2 separate regions of the Mus musculus genome follow, and region 1 is linked to region 2. Evidence: chromatin contacts called from public HiChIP or PLAC-seq data. All regions are on one chromosome and are shown on one strand. The core of a region is the stretch at or near the end of the contact, and the rest is flanking DNA. Distances in the headings are between cores, read along the strand shown.

The links. HiChIP or PLAC-seq counts read pairs in DNA pulled down with a chosen protein or histone mark.
Region 1: a contact with region 2 is called in an H3K27ac HiChIP or PLAC-seq map of heart atrium, with 6 read pairs. The contact joins two enhancer-like sites. A contact is called at or near these places in 1 of 39 promoter capture datasets (the 3T3-L1 cell line), 3 of 484 Hi-C or Micro-C datasets (the 3T3-L1 cell line, 3T3-L1-derived adipocytes and nephron progenitors) and 2 of 115 datasets of contacts at active chromatin or transcription factors (heart atrium and vascular smooth muscle cells).

The regions. Positions count from the first base shown.
Region 1 is chr2:135,859,106-135,866,403 of GRCm38.p6, forward strand. The region is part of intron 3 of Plcb4 (phospholipase C, beta 4); the gene reads left to right. Among named protein-coding and RNA genes, the nearest start is that of Gm14210, 50 kb to the left of the region's middle. Within about 2 kb of position 2,621, at least 24 of the 459 cell types and tissues checked have an H3K27ac peak or open chromatin away from gene starts, as enhancers often do. A contact at or near this core is called in heart atrium, where this site is marked.
Region 2 is chr2:135,708,651-135,715,857 of GRCm38.p6, forward strand. The region is part of intron 1 of Plcb4 (phospholipase C, beta 4); the gene reads left to right. Among named protein-coding and RNA genes, the nearest start is that of Plcb4, 53 kb to the left of the region's middle. Within about 2 kb of position 3,846, at least 150 of the 459 cell types and tissues checked have an H3K27ac peak or open chromatin away from gene starts, as enhancers often do. A contact at or near this core is called in heart atrium, where this site is marked.

The DNA of each region.
Region 1 (7,298 bases), core at 1,371-3,870, 150 kb after region 2:
CCCAAGGCACCAGGGAAAGGCCAAATGGGTAACACCCTAATGATGGAGAGCAATAAGGAAAAGATGATAGACTAGAAAGAAGCTAGTTAACCTATAGTATAGGCTTAGATTCCAATGCACAAGAAGAATCATAAGTCAGGAATAAAGAACCTAAAGAACCGGACTAGTGATCAGCAGCATTTGGGCTTCCAGAGAAGGGGGTGGGAAAGACAGGCAAATGTGCCTCTGTCCTATGGCCTGTCTGTACCCCTCTGTCTTCCAATGCTACACTGCTTACCTTGCTTCCTCACGGAGGGAACCTACTTCCGAGATTGACCCTGTGAGACTCTTTACTGCCGAACAGTGATGCTCTGGTATGTGCAGATGTGCATATTTCCACAAGAAACAGATACAAGACCAATGGGGTCCATCACGTAGCCTTTTCTCTACCTCTTGCCATCCACTAGGTTAATACACTTGTCAAAGCAGATCCTTCACTGTGCGTTGTTTTCATATCATTTAAGGTCTCGGAAAGATTAATTTTAGGTCAGGTAGAAATCACCGTGCCTAGTTTCTTTGGGTAAAACTCGGTAACTGTGTTACACTAAAAGACAATAAGTACTTATTTAAATTAACATGCCTTGGTTTGATGCTGCTCTGCTTGGGAAAGAAGATGGAGAAGGCAGTGGTTGGGTTTTCAGTGCAGTAAAGCAACCTACCCTATCATTGCTTCCCTTTTACCAATCTATTTGCTTCTAAGAAAGCCATTGAGAAAAAGAAGCTTCCAGGGCAGGTGTGGTAGGAGTAACTTTGAAAAATATAAAAATATAACATATTGTGATAAATATATATGATTTAGAAAATTTCAGTGTCTGAAAAATATATAATTTTCATAATGCCATTACTCTAAAGAGCCAGTCAGACTTACCCTGAAGATATTTATTTCAAGATAATTTAGTTATTTCTGATGTGGGTATTTTTGTGAGTGTTGTTAGTCTCTGGTGTGTATTGTTGAATTGAAGACAAAACTAAATTATCAGGTTTTGGCTTTTTGTGGCTCTCAGGAAATACAGCTATATTCTTGCCTCTTTGGAATAATATCGTCTTCTTAGTGCTAGAATTCAGAAGCAATGTAGAGCACTGTTTAGAATCTAAACCTTAGAACCTTTAGTTTAATAAATTGCTTTATTTTGATATGTGCATATTGCGGCAATAGAGAAATGGCTTCTGGAGTTCCCAGTTTGTCTGCACATGTGGAGTAACAGAAGACAGCCGCTGCTCTGTGTGACCCACTAATGAGTTTTCCCTGGCCAACGCTTGAAAACAGCATAAACAACAAAGGGCTTTTACCTTTAGATTCCAGAAGAGCACTGGGAAATATTTCTCCTAATCCATTCCTCTTACTAGGGGCCCAAAGACTAGATCAAGTGTGGCTAGAGAATCGTATATCCTAGAATTATGAGGTTCCATGTATAACTCACTGCAGTGGCAGGCTTTTGAAATTATCCTGTAGTTTAAAGTAGATATTTCCCCTACTTACTTCAATTTCCCCTACTTATATTCAATAATGTATATTCCTACAATTAGGTAATCTGTCGATAATTTAAAAATGTTGAAAATAGTACATGCCTCTAATCTCAGCACTATGGAGGCAGAGGCATACAGATTTCCATCAGCTGGAGGCCAGCCTGGTCTACAAAGTGAGTTCCAGGACAACCAGGACAACCAGGGCTGTTAAACAAACAAACAAACAAACAAACAAACAAATACATCTCAGAAAAACAAAACAAAAAACAAAACAATCTACAAAACAAAACAAAAAAATTTGCTAGAAATACATATATTGTAGAATGTTTCTATTTACAAACCTTCACACCTATTGTGAAAATTTCTTCCCTGGGGAGATGTAAACAATATCTATCTTCTGTCTAACCCCTTCTTTATGATATTCCCCAAACAATCCAAAGTATGATTGGTTAGTGTTAACTCTGGGGAACTGACAAGTTTATCAGGCATACTCACAGAGTATGAATAAAGGATTGCTCATAGGAACATGGGTGACTGGCCTTAAAGGTGCTACACCAGAAACGCATGACTCTCACTGGGTGATGGCATAGAAGGTGTTCCTTAAGTTAATTATGCCCATTTGTGTGTCTTAGCCCATAGTAAGGCTTCCACAGCTTCCAGAGCCCATGTGAAATTAGTCAAAATTGCATTCAGGTTTGGGAAGTACGGGAGAGTGTAGCCAAAATCTCAGGTGAGGGTCCAATCACCTTCCTGATTCTCTCCTTCTCTGAGGGAAGATTAGTAAAAACAAATAAACAAACAAAAAAAACAAACAAATCAAAAGCAGGTCAACCCAAGATGATGTCTTGTGGGTTGGCCCAGGCAAACAGTTGAGAATGTCAGCCATGTTGCTCAGAAGACAGGAATCTACAACAATGCTTTGTAAAACTTGTGCTGAAGAGTCAGGTCATTGTTCATCACTTTGTTTCTGTGGCATATGGGGAAGGCAGTTTTAAGTGTGGAAGGTAGCCATTAGGAAAAGCTTGTTGGCTTCTGGAGTTGCATCTGATCATCCCTATTTTTAGGCTGGAGGCATCTGCAAATTTTGTCTAAGCATAATTTAGGACTTGCCTCTTGTACCAAGAAGTGCCAGTTCTGTGGGCAGCCATGTAAGCCTTGAGATGTCTACAACACATGTCTTCATAATAGGCTGAGAATGTGTCTGGAGTTATTACATCTGCTTTAAAACATAAACCCACAAAATGCAATGGGAGTAAGAGAGCTGAAAACCTTACCAGCAAGGTTATATTTAGTCATGATTTCAAGGACAAAACATTCTAGAGCACTGTCAAGATGCTGCAGAGAATAATCAGAGGTAGAGGGCCTGAAGTGTGGCATGAGTCAACTTCTGAGTGGATCTGTTTATTAACAGAACATCTCCTGAGACCTTTTGGCACCTAACCAAAAAGACTTCTGTGTTGTTCTTTCTGGATATCTGGCTGTAAGCTAAGCCTCTGCATATCTGGCTGTAAAGTAAGCTTTAAGAAAGCTCTTACCAGGTCTCCTTTTTGTAAGTTAAAGAATGGTGTCGTTATTGGTGATGTTTGGATTACGAGTTCTCCGTGAACTTGAGGCAGTTCCTTTCTATAATCAAGGATCATAATATTCCAACGCATGCATATCAATGGCGATTTCCTAGCTGTAGAGACGGCTCAGTAGTTAAGAGCACATGTAGCTCTTACAGAGGACCCAGGTTCAGTTCCCAGAACCCACGATATTCACAACCATCCATAACTCCAGTTCCAGGGGACACGGTGAACATACATATAAAAGCAACACACACACAACACAAAAAAATTAAATGAACTTAAGATGTTTTTATATAGGGAGAAGAAAACCAACAAAGAAAAACACATGACAATACTTTCACACACTGCCAGACAACAGGCTTCAATCCCCCAGTCATATTGGACATACTCTACATTTATCCTAGAATTCATGACTTACAAAACTTAAGTTGGCAAACCCAGGCTCATGGGCTCACATACAACACACAGCTGTGCCCAAGTCATCATTCAGCTGGCCCACGAGGGTCGCAGGAAACAGGAAGGGTTATGAAGAAAAGCAAAGGTATTTTTGGCACTTGTGCAAGACTTTATCTCAAGAACACGAGCTCATTGTGCTATCTACTAAAACCTTAAGCTATGTTTGATCTCATTCCTTTGTGAAGGGAATGGACTGTTTTGATAAGCTCCTCACAGTTGTAGGGTATTTTTTTAAGTTATTCTTTTAGAACTAATAGGCAGTGAAGCTGTTTTCCTGACTTGACTTTTATGAGCCCCAGTTTTATCTCTCATCGCTTATCTGATGTGAAATGGTTGCAATATCTGAAGAAAACTTAGTTGAGTCATACAGAAATCTTAATAACTTCAGGCTCTTGGGGTATCTCTGTATGCTAACTTAGATTTTAATATTATAGAAATGCAACAGTGACCTTTACATAAAGCCTTCACAAAATTACTTTGTGATATAAGCTACCAGAGACATGGGGACTTTCTTGAGGTGACAGTACACAGTATTGATCTGCATTTTGTGGTTTATGTTATACCTATCTTTCCTTTATGCTAAACAGCACTAATTTTCATATTTTTGAGCTGGGGGAAAGGCAAGTGTTTTTTTTTTTTTTTTTTAAGTTGTATTTTCCTTGTGGGCCAGCTCATTTGACTGTGGTTAAAGAGACTATTGTCTTGGTTCTGACAGGCTTCACGCTTTAGAAATGAGTTGACAAGATAGGAAACTCCATTAGTTTGTTTTAGCTTTTTAATTTTAAGACATTTTGGGCACAGGGGCCTGAAGCAGCTGCATGTGAAGGTTTGTGACAAGTATTAATTCAGGATATTGTATTCAGTTTAGAAAACAAAATGATTACTATTTGGCACACAAGCTGTGACTTCCCAAAATTGATGTTGGCTAGAATCCTGAAATCAAGAGTTCCTTTGTCTTCCAGATATTGGCACAGAGATGGCTAAAAATGTCCAAAGCCTGCAGCTAGTAGCTTTAACTTCTCACTATATTTCCCATCATTTCTAGTTTAGGGTAGAACAAGGCTTAGGAGGTATAGTCATAGTTTGTCAAGTGTCTTCTGTGCTCTTCCTCATGGCTTGAATGTTTCAGGTCCCTTTCAATCCAAAATGATTTAACCCCAAAAGATACGTCAAGACTATCTACAGATGGAAAAACGGGGCAGCATTCCGTAACAGCCAGCCATTCTGCAGCTAACTACTCACCCTGAGCTCTCACCAAAACTCTTTCCAGAATAAACATCAGGACATGGTTCACTGCATATCTGTGGTGAAGGAATGGTTAGACTTTGATTCACAGGAATTTGTAAAGAGCCTGGAGTGTCATAGTGGCTTGTACCAACCCAGTGTTATTTTCTGAAGGACAACAGAGGAACAGATAAATCATGTCACTCGTCCAGCAGAGAAGCCTTTGGTCACCTGTAAGAAGGAAAGTGACCTTCTGCGTCCTTAAGTGGATTGTAGTATCTACTCTATGAAACTGCTCACTTCATTGTGAAATAATTCTTAGTTTCCTGATAATTTATAGTCTGTATTCCTGGCTAGGCATATAACCTATATGATAGAGTACTTACCATATGCAAGACAATAGGTTTCAGCCCTGGCACTGAAAAGTAAAAATAAACAAAATAATAGATGAATAAATGCAATTAATTATGTGCTCCTGAGATCATTGGTTTTTATCTGTGATTCTTACTCTTGACTGAAAACAAAATGACCATATTGTTCCCTCCTCGAAGTTCTTAAAGAAGTCCCCTGACTGGGCCTGAGAAGTCAGGCTAGTGGTGTGATAAGCTTCTCCTTTCTTCCATTGCCTCGGGTTTTCAGCTTCAGATCTTGCTCCATTACTGGGAGAGCTCATTTGGACTCTGCTGTCATATAGTCTTACCTTGTGTGACATAAATGGTCCATTGTCATCAGACCACTCTTCTGTTGACAGGCTTCTGAAGATTGTAGCACACACGGTCACAGAATATTTAAATGATGGCATCTGGTGGTTGGCTGAGATTGTCATACCCTTTGATCAAGCACTTCTGAAAACTGATTAAGATTTAAGCAACCACCTCTTCACCATTAGCTCATTAAAGTTGAAGTTCACCCACAGCTTACCTGTTTATCATAGGAAAAGGCCAAGTTCCTTTGCTTTTTGTTATTTTAACAAGCACCTGAAATAATTAGGTAATAAAAAGAAAAGGTTTGGGCTCATAATTTTTTGTAGGCTGTTTCCTGACCAGTCAGCTATGTCACCTTGAGATTTTGTTAGTATATAATTAGATGACAGGAGAGAACCACTCAACTATTGACTTGGAATGAAAGAGGGAAAGAAGAAGAGGTTGGGTACCAGTGGCCTCTTCAAGAGAATGCCCCCAATAACTTGAAGACCTCACACCAGGGTATGCCTCTTGAAGACCATACCACTAGCCGGAAGTTGATGGGTCAAGGACCAAGCCTTTAGCCCATGTCCTTAGGAACAACACATTAATCTAAAACAGAGCAGCATCCATGAGGATCTTGGCATTGCTTGCTGTTAGTAGATGTTAACAATTGTAAGTACTCTTTCAAGATGTTAGCAGTTGTATATATTCTTCCAAAAAGCCTTTTCTTAGTAGTGAGCTCAGCTCCGGCATGTTTGGATACTTGACCTCCCAGAAGAAGGCTGGTGAAGATGGCTCAAGAAGCAGCTGAATAGAAGGGGTTGAAGTTCTAAAAGGGGGTCAAGAATGGTGATGGCACTTGATCTCCACGGAAGGAAGAAAAGATGAAGGGCAGGACCTGGGGCAGCACTTCCTGCAGAACTAGGATCTGTGGGATAGAATGGAAGGTGAGAGTTAGATTCTGGAAGCTTAAGGAAAATTATAGCCAAGATAATTATAGAGTTTGAAGGCTCAAGGCTGAGATGCCTTCTGAACAGAATATTTGAGGTAGGTCCCGTGTTTTAAGACAGTTAGGAAATGACAGTCTCAAATGCAACCCTTGAAACAAATTTGGCTATAAGGAGATGCAGCATTCCTGGTCAAAAATATATATTAATTACAAGCCTTCTTTTGAAAACTTTAGTATCACAAACATTAAATGGCAGTTGATATATTACCCACAAGACCTGATTTATTCATGTATGGTCGAATTGGATGTCATTCCTTTAGTCTTGGAAAGAGAACAATTGAAATTAAAACACGTGTAATGCCTGAATCCTGTTGTGCTTCTCCAGCATTAAGTGTAGACAACTATATTAATTTTATTACAACAGAATTCCACTACAGATAGTCCCCAGTAAATGTTTCTTTATAATATTTAGAAAATTCTAAAAGGAAGGCATTAAAAATGAGTCTCACAAATGAACAGTTATTTTATAAGTACATTTAAAATAAAAGAAACTGCCTTTTCCCATGGATCATGTAAAATATTTTCTGTTGTCTGTTTTTGATTTGGAAGTTGAAAGAATCTATCCTCAGGTAGGAAACCAGCGGGTATGGTCATCCAGACTTACCCTTCAGTGACAGTCTTTAGTTGAGCTACATGTTATTAAACAGCTTAAAAATGACCGCAGGGATCAGTCACCTTTGCTCGTGCCTTTCGAAGGCCATTCCTTCCCAGTGCTTTATTATATTTAGGAAGATTGCTATTGAGAATGGAGGCTGCAGTTAAAGAAGCCACCCCAGGTTTGAATTCCAGTTCTAAGGGACATGGAATTTTCTGAGGTTTATTTTCCACCGTTTGTGACTGGAATGGAGC
Region 2 (7,207 bases), core at 2,596-5,095:
AAGAAAACAAACATCACAGTTCTGGCCCTTTTTCTACAAAATATCAATAAAAATATTAAAGTAAAACTTGAAAATATGATTTTAACAGAGCCTCTGGTTAGAAAGGAAAATCCAACCATTTGCTCGTAGGGAATTCATGCCCTGTCTTAAAATGAGCCGAACTGGAAGCTAAAATGGTGCCTTAGGGGGGTGTTATGGAGTTGTTATTGTTGCTTGGCTTGACATCCTCGCCCCTTCACCACATAAGCCCACAATACACATACGCATTCTAGAACTTATCAAATAAGGGAAGGACGCAGTGAAGATAGCGGTTTTTCGGCATCAGCATCATACAGAACACACAGGGAGAGATTTGTGTGCCAGGCACAGATGGATGGAGCTCACTCGTACATAAATATTATCTCCGTTCTTGCCAGGGAGTTTTCAATTATGGGTCCAAGATCTTAGTCTCCTGGTGATTGTTCTCTGACTTTGTGTTGTCCCCGAGGAGTTCTGCTAAGTGCTGAGCAGGTTAAACTCTTACAGTTGTTGAGGTCCTATGAATCGGGCATTGGGGGTTTTGGACAAGTGTCAGCAAAGAAGGATCCCAGCATCTCTGTGATCAGTAAGTGGGCGTTTTACTGATTAGTGCTATGCTTTTTACGGTATGTTAATTGGTGGAAAAAATTGAAACTCAGCATAGAAATAAAAGAGGCGTTTAAGGTTGACATACAATACAAGGCCATATATAGTGTTTGGAGTTTTATATATTTAAACGAGCTCATAGTAAAATGATAGTTGAATATATGTGAAACAACTTTCTGATTGAAACACTTCTGCTGTAATTAGTATTTATTGCCATGAAGCTTGAAAACCTAGGTTTTAAATCTTTCAAATTATTATTGCTGAGCTACATAGAAATGTCCTGGAAAATATGATTTATTCACTATACTATCTCTCATGGGACAATATAAAGAGATAAACAGAACCACCTCCTCACACCCACCCTCCTCAGACCTGCCTCCTCACACCCACCCTCCTCAGACCTGCCTCCTCACACCCACCCTCCTCAGACCTGCCTCCTCACACCCACCCTCCTCAGACCTGCCTCCTCACACCCACCCTCCTCAGACCTGCCTCCTCACACCCACCCTCCTCAGACCTGCCTCCTCACACCCACCCTCCTCAGACCTGCCTCCTCACACCCACCCTCCTCAGACCTGCCTCCTCACACCCACCCTCCTCAGACCTATCTCCTCAGACCCACCCTCCCCAGACCTACCTCCTCAGAACTAACTCCTTAGACCCACCCTTCTCAGACACACCCTCAGACTCAAAGCTACTCTCCTCAGAATGCTTGGGCTCTCCCACTTTTCAAAGGAGATACCAAACAGCTGTAGCCTAACTGGTTATTTCAGCCTTCTAGGGTCATCTTGAAAGTTCTGAGGGATAATATGTTTCTACTCAGTGTATTCTCTCTCTCTCTCTCTCTCTCTCTCTCTCTCTCTCTCTCTCTCTCGCTCGCGAACACACACACACACACACACACACACACACACACACACTCCTTTAGTTTAGACAACTGCTGTGTTAGCTTGTGGGGTTCAGTGCCCAAAGCTACTGCTAACTTGTTTGCATTGAAAATGTCTGACAAAAAAAGAAAAAAAAATTTTTTTGTAAACAGTTTTCCAGTCAGTAGCTCATTAAGAAAATTTTATTTCTTGTAGTTATAGGAATAGCCTGTTGGAGTGAACCAACTTTAGGATTCTTCCATGTGGGAATCACCTGTTGCTTTTGCAGTGTGTTCAATGTCAACTAGATAGAAATACTCAGTTAATGTCCTGAAATACTCAGTTAATGTCTGTAGTGTTCATCATTGCTGGGAAGTATTAGCATCACCCTTTTCTTAAAGTTGACTATCAAAAGAAAAAAAATCCAATCCAGTGTATTTGAAAGTACCTCCATTTTGTCTGGAGGTTGCAGGTCTCCGCCTTCAGCATTCTGAGAACTGGGGTTAGAGGCTATGCCATCACACCGGGGTCTTCAGATCTCAAATGGAAACACTATTTTTCTCAACAATGGGCTTGGACCCTACTTATCAGTTAACCATGGAGCTCAATTATCTGCTATTTAAGAGTGGTTTATTTAGGCAGGGCTGGAGAGATGGCTAATTGTTCATGGTCAGTACTGCTCTTACGGATGACTCAGTTTGACTCCAGTACCCACATTTGGTGACACACTACTGCTTGTGACTACATTTTCTGGGAAATCAAATATCTCTGCCCTCTGTGGGCACCTGAAGTCCAGTACACATACTCATACACAGATACAAACTCATCATTTAAAAAACAAAATAGATAAAAAATTATTTTGGGACAAGGTTTTGCCTCCCAATATAGTTCATGCAATATAGTTATAGACCTCTTAATCTGTGGTCCTCCTGCCTCAGCCTCCAGAGTGCATGAGAGACCATCACATTCCACTGCAAAGGTCCATTGCACTGTACTTAGACCAAATTAAAAATGGGTCTCACTTTGGATGTCCCTGCTACGTAGTCCTTAATGACGCTGTTATCACAGAGTTGTCCTTGAGTGTTTCCTCTTCCCAGAATTTGTGGCCAGTTCTTGTCTGATTGGCAGCGCTCAGCATTTGAGACTCATTTATAAAATGTATATACCCTTGACCAAGAGTGGTTTAGATAAACTGCTGTTGAAGCAAACATTTTACTGTATTGCTCATTCCTTAGGGATGACAGTGTACCTTTTGAGCATCACAAAACACTTCATAAAGGCCTTTCTTTCATAAGCAGCAGCTCTGGGCCAGGCCTAGAGCACATTCAGAGACTGCTTTCCTGTACGGTTTCTGGGCAAGAGCATCGCTTTAAAGATGAGGAAAAGCTTAATGTGTACTTTGGCTTGGGGATTCCTTATTAAGAACATGCAGATCTCCCCAAGGAAAACTACATTTGCATGTACAAGCTCTCCCTGTAATTAGAACAATTTCCTCCTCCTCCTCCCCCCCTTCCAGCCCCCTTTTAAATTCAGCTTTTCAGTGTGTTAAGTATAAGGTTTTTGTCTTTTCCACAAAGGCAGGCCTTTCTGAAGGGATTGAAGGCTGAAAAGTCTCAAGCCGCTGGGATCCCTGCACCAGCAAGGAGAACTGCATGGGGGAGGGGCTGAGGTCTTACACACACCAGTTTCGGGGGGCGGGGGGGGGGGAATGCCAACCCCAGTGCTCAGAAGGAAAATTAATAGGCTCATTTAAACAAAAGTAAAGTTCAGGAGGCAAGTTTTCTTCTATTCTGAGGTCCGTTTAAATTGTAATAAAAATTAAAATGCCTGAAATATTTTGGCATTGGAACTCGGCTGTGTTAGCTCGTGGGCACCTCCCAGCTTCCTCAGATAGCAACACAAAACTGGCAGCCCCCCAAGGGAACATTCTATCAGGACCTCCCTGGGAGGCAGGGGAGGGAACTTGGAGTTCTGATTGCGCAAGCGCGCCACTCTTGTGTCCTTGCATTCAAAGACTGCCTGCTAGCCTCTGCCCCTGTGCTTGCCAGCTGTGGTATAGGTCTGGATGTCTAAAGAAATGGCAGGAAATACCGCGCATTGTGGGGAAATCATATCTTGCTAGATACTTTAATTACCTTTGTAAGATTTTTTTGGGGGGTATCATAATCAAAATTGCTAAAATGCTTAATTTTATTTGTTTCTTAATAATCTAAATTGCTAAGTATTCTAATATTCCAAATTGCTAAAACAGTCTCAAACATAATTAAACCCTTGTTTGATTCTGGACAGTTTTCAGCGCCTCCAGGTTGTTACTTCTATTGCATCAATATGAGTTCTATTCATTGGTGTCCCTGTCAGGAGAATGCCAAGCACAGAGCCGGGCATGACTGGCTACCCCACCGAGCTTTGTGTTCAGCAAGAGTGAGAGGGAAGTGCGTTGAGATTTTTTTCCTCCTCTTCTTCCTCCACACAAGGGTTGCCCCGATTCACAGAGAACCCCTGCCTCTGCCTCCAGATCAGTGTGATTAAAGGTTGCTACTACCACACTATCCCCAGGAAGGACTTCTAATAAACCAGTCTGGGACTGACAGAGGACCCTTTGAAATACGCATTCTGTTCAGATGGGGGGTGAACAGATGTTAGGTTCTGTGGAGAGATAGGAAGATAGCGATGCTTAGAGCACGAATACGATACTGACCCCATTTGAAGAAGCTGAAAGTAAATGGCCTAAGTCGATGCTCGGAGGTGATACCGAGCGAGCATGTCGGAGGGTAGTGAGAGTCTGAGCTCACTGCTTTGGGAGGAAGGAGTGTTAAATACTACATGTGGGGTTACATCAGGACCTCCCCTTCTATTTAATATTCAGCCCGTGAATGAGTCATGACTGTAAGAAGAGTTAACCAGAGGAGTAACAAGACCCAGTTACCCAGGTTAGGGGTCCCTTGCCTCTCCCGCCGGGCAGCTGTCCAGAACCCTTGGTGGGACCTGGGGAGAGTTCACACAGCTTCCTAAGGCGTCCTGACATTTGCTCCTGTCCAGTCGAGGTGTACAATTGCAGAGGGGGCACTTCTTGCCTAACTAAGCTTGTGACAAGCCTGGGCAGGGTTCTACTGCCTGGAGAAGGTGAGCTGATGGTTAATGCTTTGCTGTGAAGCCGCCTGATGACAGTGAATTTCACAGGACATCTGGCCAGCTCCTTTCTCCCTGCCAGGCACCCATCACCAGAGGTAGCCTTTGAAGGTCTTTGTTTGCTTGAACAAAGGTGGTGGACTTTATTTTTTACACCTACCCTCATTTTGAGATGTGAACCTTGTTCTGAGGGTTGACTCCTTCACTGAGAACTATGAGTTTGTGGTCTATATGAAAACTTACAATTATATTAAAATTTCCTAAAATCTGACTATGTTCTTTTTTTGTAAACCTCTGAGTAATAAATCAAAACCTGAAGAGCCCCAAAAGTTCTCGTACAGCTGCAGTGTGAAGACAGTCTTGTTTCGTAAATGAGGTGTCGTGTTTTAGTCACCGCTGAAGGTGCTTCCATACTCTCATTCTCTGTTCATAGTAGACTTTAGAAAGCCGTGGACGGTATGATTAAAATGTAAATCTATTGTAATGAATAAGAGTTCTTTACATCCGATGGGGTTGCATCCTAGCACACGGTCGTGTGTGTGATCGGCTGCTGCTCAGCATTAATGAAGTTTATCCTAAATTACAATTTTAAAGTGTGATTTTTAGACTCTGCACCTGGTGTTTTTTCAGGCTTGTAGTATGCCTGCTTTAGTAGATTGTTAATGCTACTTTAAAAGCACTACAGGAGTTTGGAAAAGAAGAAAGCTCTTCATGGTCCTGGTGTCTGGCAAAGCCACCGACAGACTTCTGGGCATTTCTGGCCCTCCATAAGGACCTTACACATTTGTAGTTGAAAATGTGGTGGCTTAAGTACTTAAATACTCATCATTTACAACTCCATTTTTGATGTTATTATGCTCTAGGTGACATGAGAATGCTGTGTGCATGGCTTTAACTATTCTATGAACAAAAATGTAAATTACAAGCATGCTAGAAACGCGATTCAGTTTCTTTATACCTCTCCATTTTCTGTACCTCCAAAGGAGCTGCTCTCGAGGCTCCATTTTCATTTCTATTTTAATTTTTGTATTCTTGCCCCATGTATATGCCCGTAATTCTCCATCTTTTCCCGCAACCTGCTGAACTCTTCCGTTTGCTCCAGTAGGTTTCCTGTGGCTTCTTTTGGAGTTCTCACATGGAGAAATCTATTCTCTGCACCCACCAGGTTTATGTGCTTGCAGTTTAACGACTATGTAATATTTCAGCCTTCATTTTGGCTTCTTCTGTTAAAGTAGGTTTGCAGTCCATATGTTTATTTATTATTTACCCATTTCCACTTATTTGATCAGTGTATATATATATGTCAAAGGGCAGGAAATGCTTTTGTAGCTCAGGATATGTGAATTTGCACGTGGCATCGAAAACTTTCACAAAGCCGTTAGGCCAAAACGTCTCACGTCTCACTAGGAATTATGAATTCAGTCCCTGCTCCTCCTTCTGTTCCCTGTGCCTCAGCTACCCCCGCCTTCTTGCTCTTCTGCAGTCTTGTTTCATCTCATTCCTACCCCAGGGCTTTACCACCTGCACTTAGCATTCTGCTCCAGAGCCTTAGACTCCCTTATCATGTATGTTTTATGCTCTTTTTCCCTACCTAGAGCTGTCTGTAGCCGCCCTATCAAAAATGCCCGGGTTTTGTCATTCCCTTTCCACCCCGTTTTGTTTTAACTACTTAATTTTATGAATAATCTATGGCTTATTGTTGGTTTCGGTCTTAGGGTTTCCATTGCTGTGAAGAGACACCTTGAACAAGACAACTCTTATAAAGGACAAGATTTAATTGGGGCTGGCTTATAGGTTCAGAGGTTCAGTCTATAGCCATCAAGGCAGGAAGCAAGGCAGCATCAAGGCAGGAGGAGCCAAGAGTTCTACATCTTCCTCCCAAGTCAAACAGGAGAAGACAGGTTCCCACGTGTATAGGAGGAGGGTCTCAAAGTCCATCCCCACAGTGACTTGGAACACACTGACTAGCCTGTATGTAGATCAACAGACTGGAGAGTATCCTTTTTAGGTGGCTCAGTAGGTCTTAGCCTCTTCAGGCTTCTTGGATGGTCTTTGTTTCTTTTAGGCAATTTGACTAATCTCTGCTTCTTTTAGGATGTCGGACTTGTCTGAGAGTGTTCCTTGCGGCTTGTCTTGTCTGAGAGTGACTTTCAATAGTCTTTACTGGTCACTCTTCTAGAAGGAGGAGCCTAGTGAAGGGACTTTCTGAAACTGCTTTGAGTTGCTCACTTTCTGTTGCAGGAACTTTCTTGCAGGATGTAATGTTTCAGTCTTGGAGAAAACTGCTGTACCACAATGGCACATCTCATTTTCCCATAGCTGCCTTTCATATGACCAGTGGTCAGGAGTAAGTGATTTGCGGCTACATAGGGCACAATGGAGGGCTAGAATGCTGACTGCGACTTTGGGAGAAATCCATAGATACTTGCTGAGTGGATGCAGAACTGAATGAGTGAATTAAGTAGCCTTAGCTTGGATAGATGCCCTTTGACTTACAGTGTTGTTACCTCTCCAAACATCTATTCTAAATTGAAAATATGTGGGTTGATCATGCCTATAATTCATCCAGCTTTCTGCTCTTCCGGACT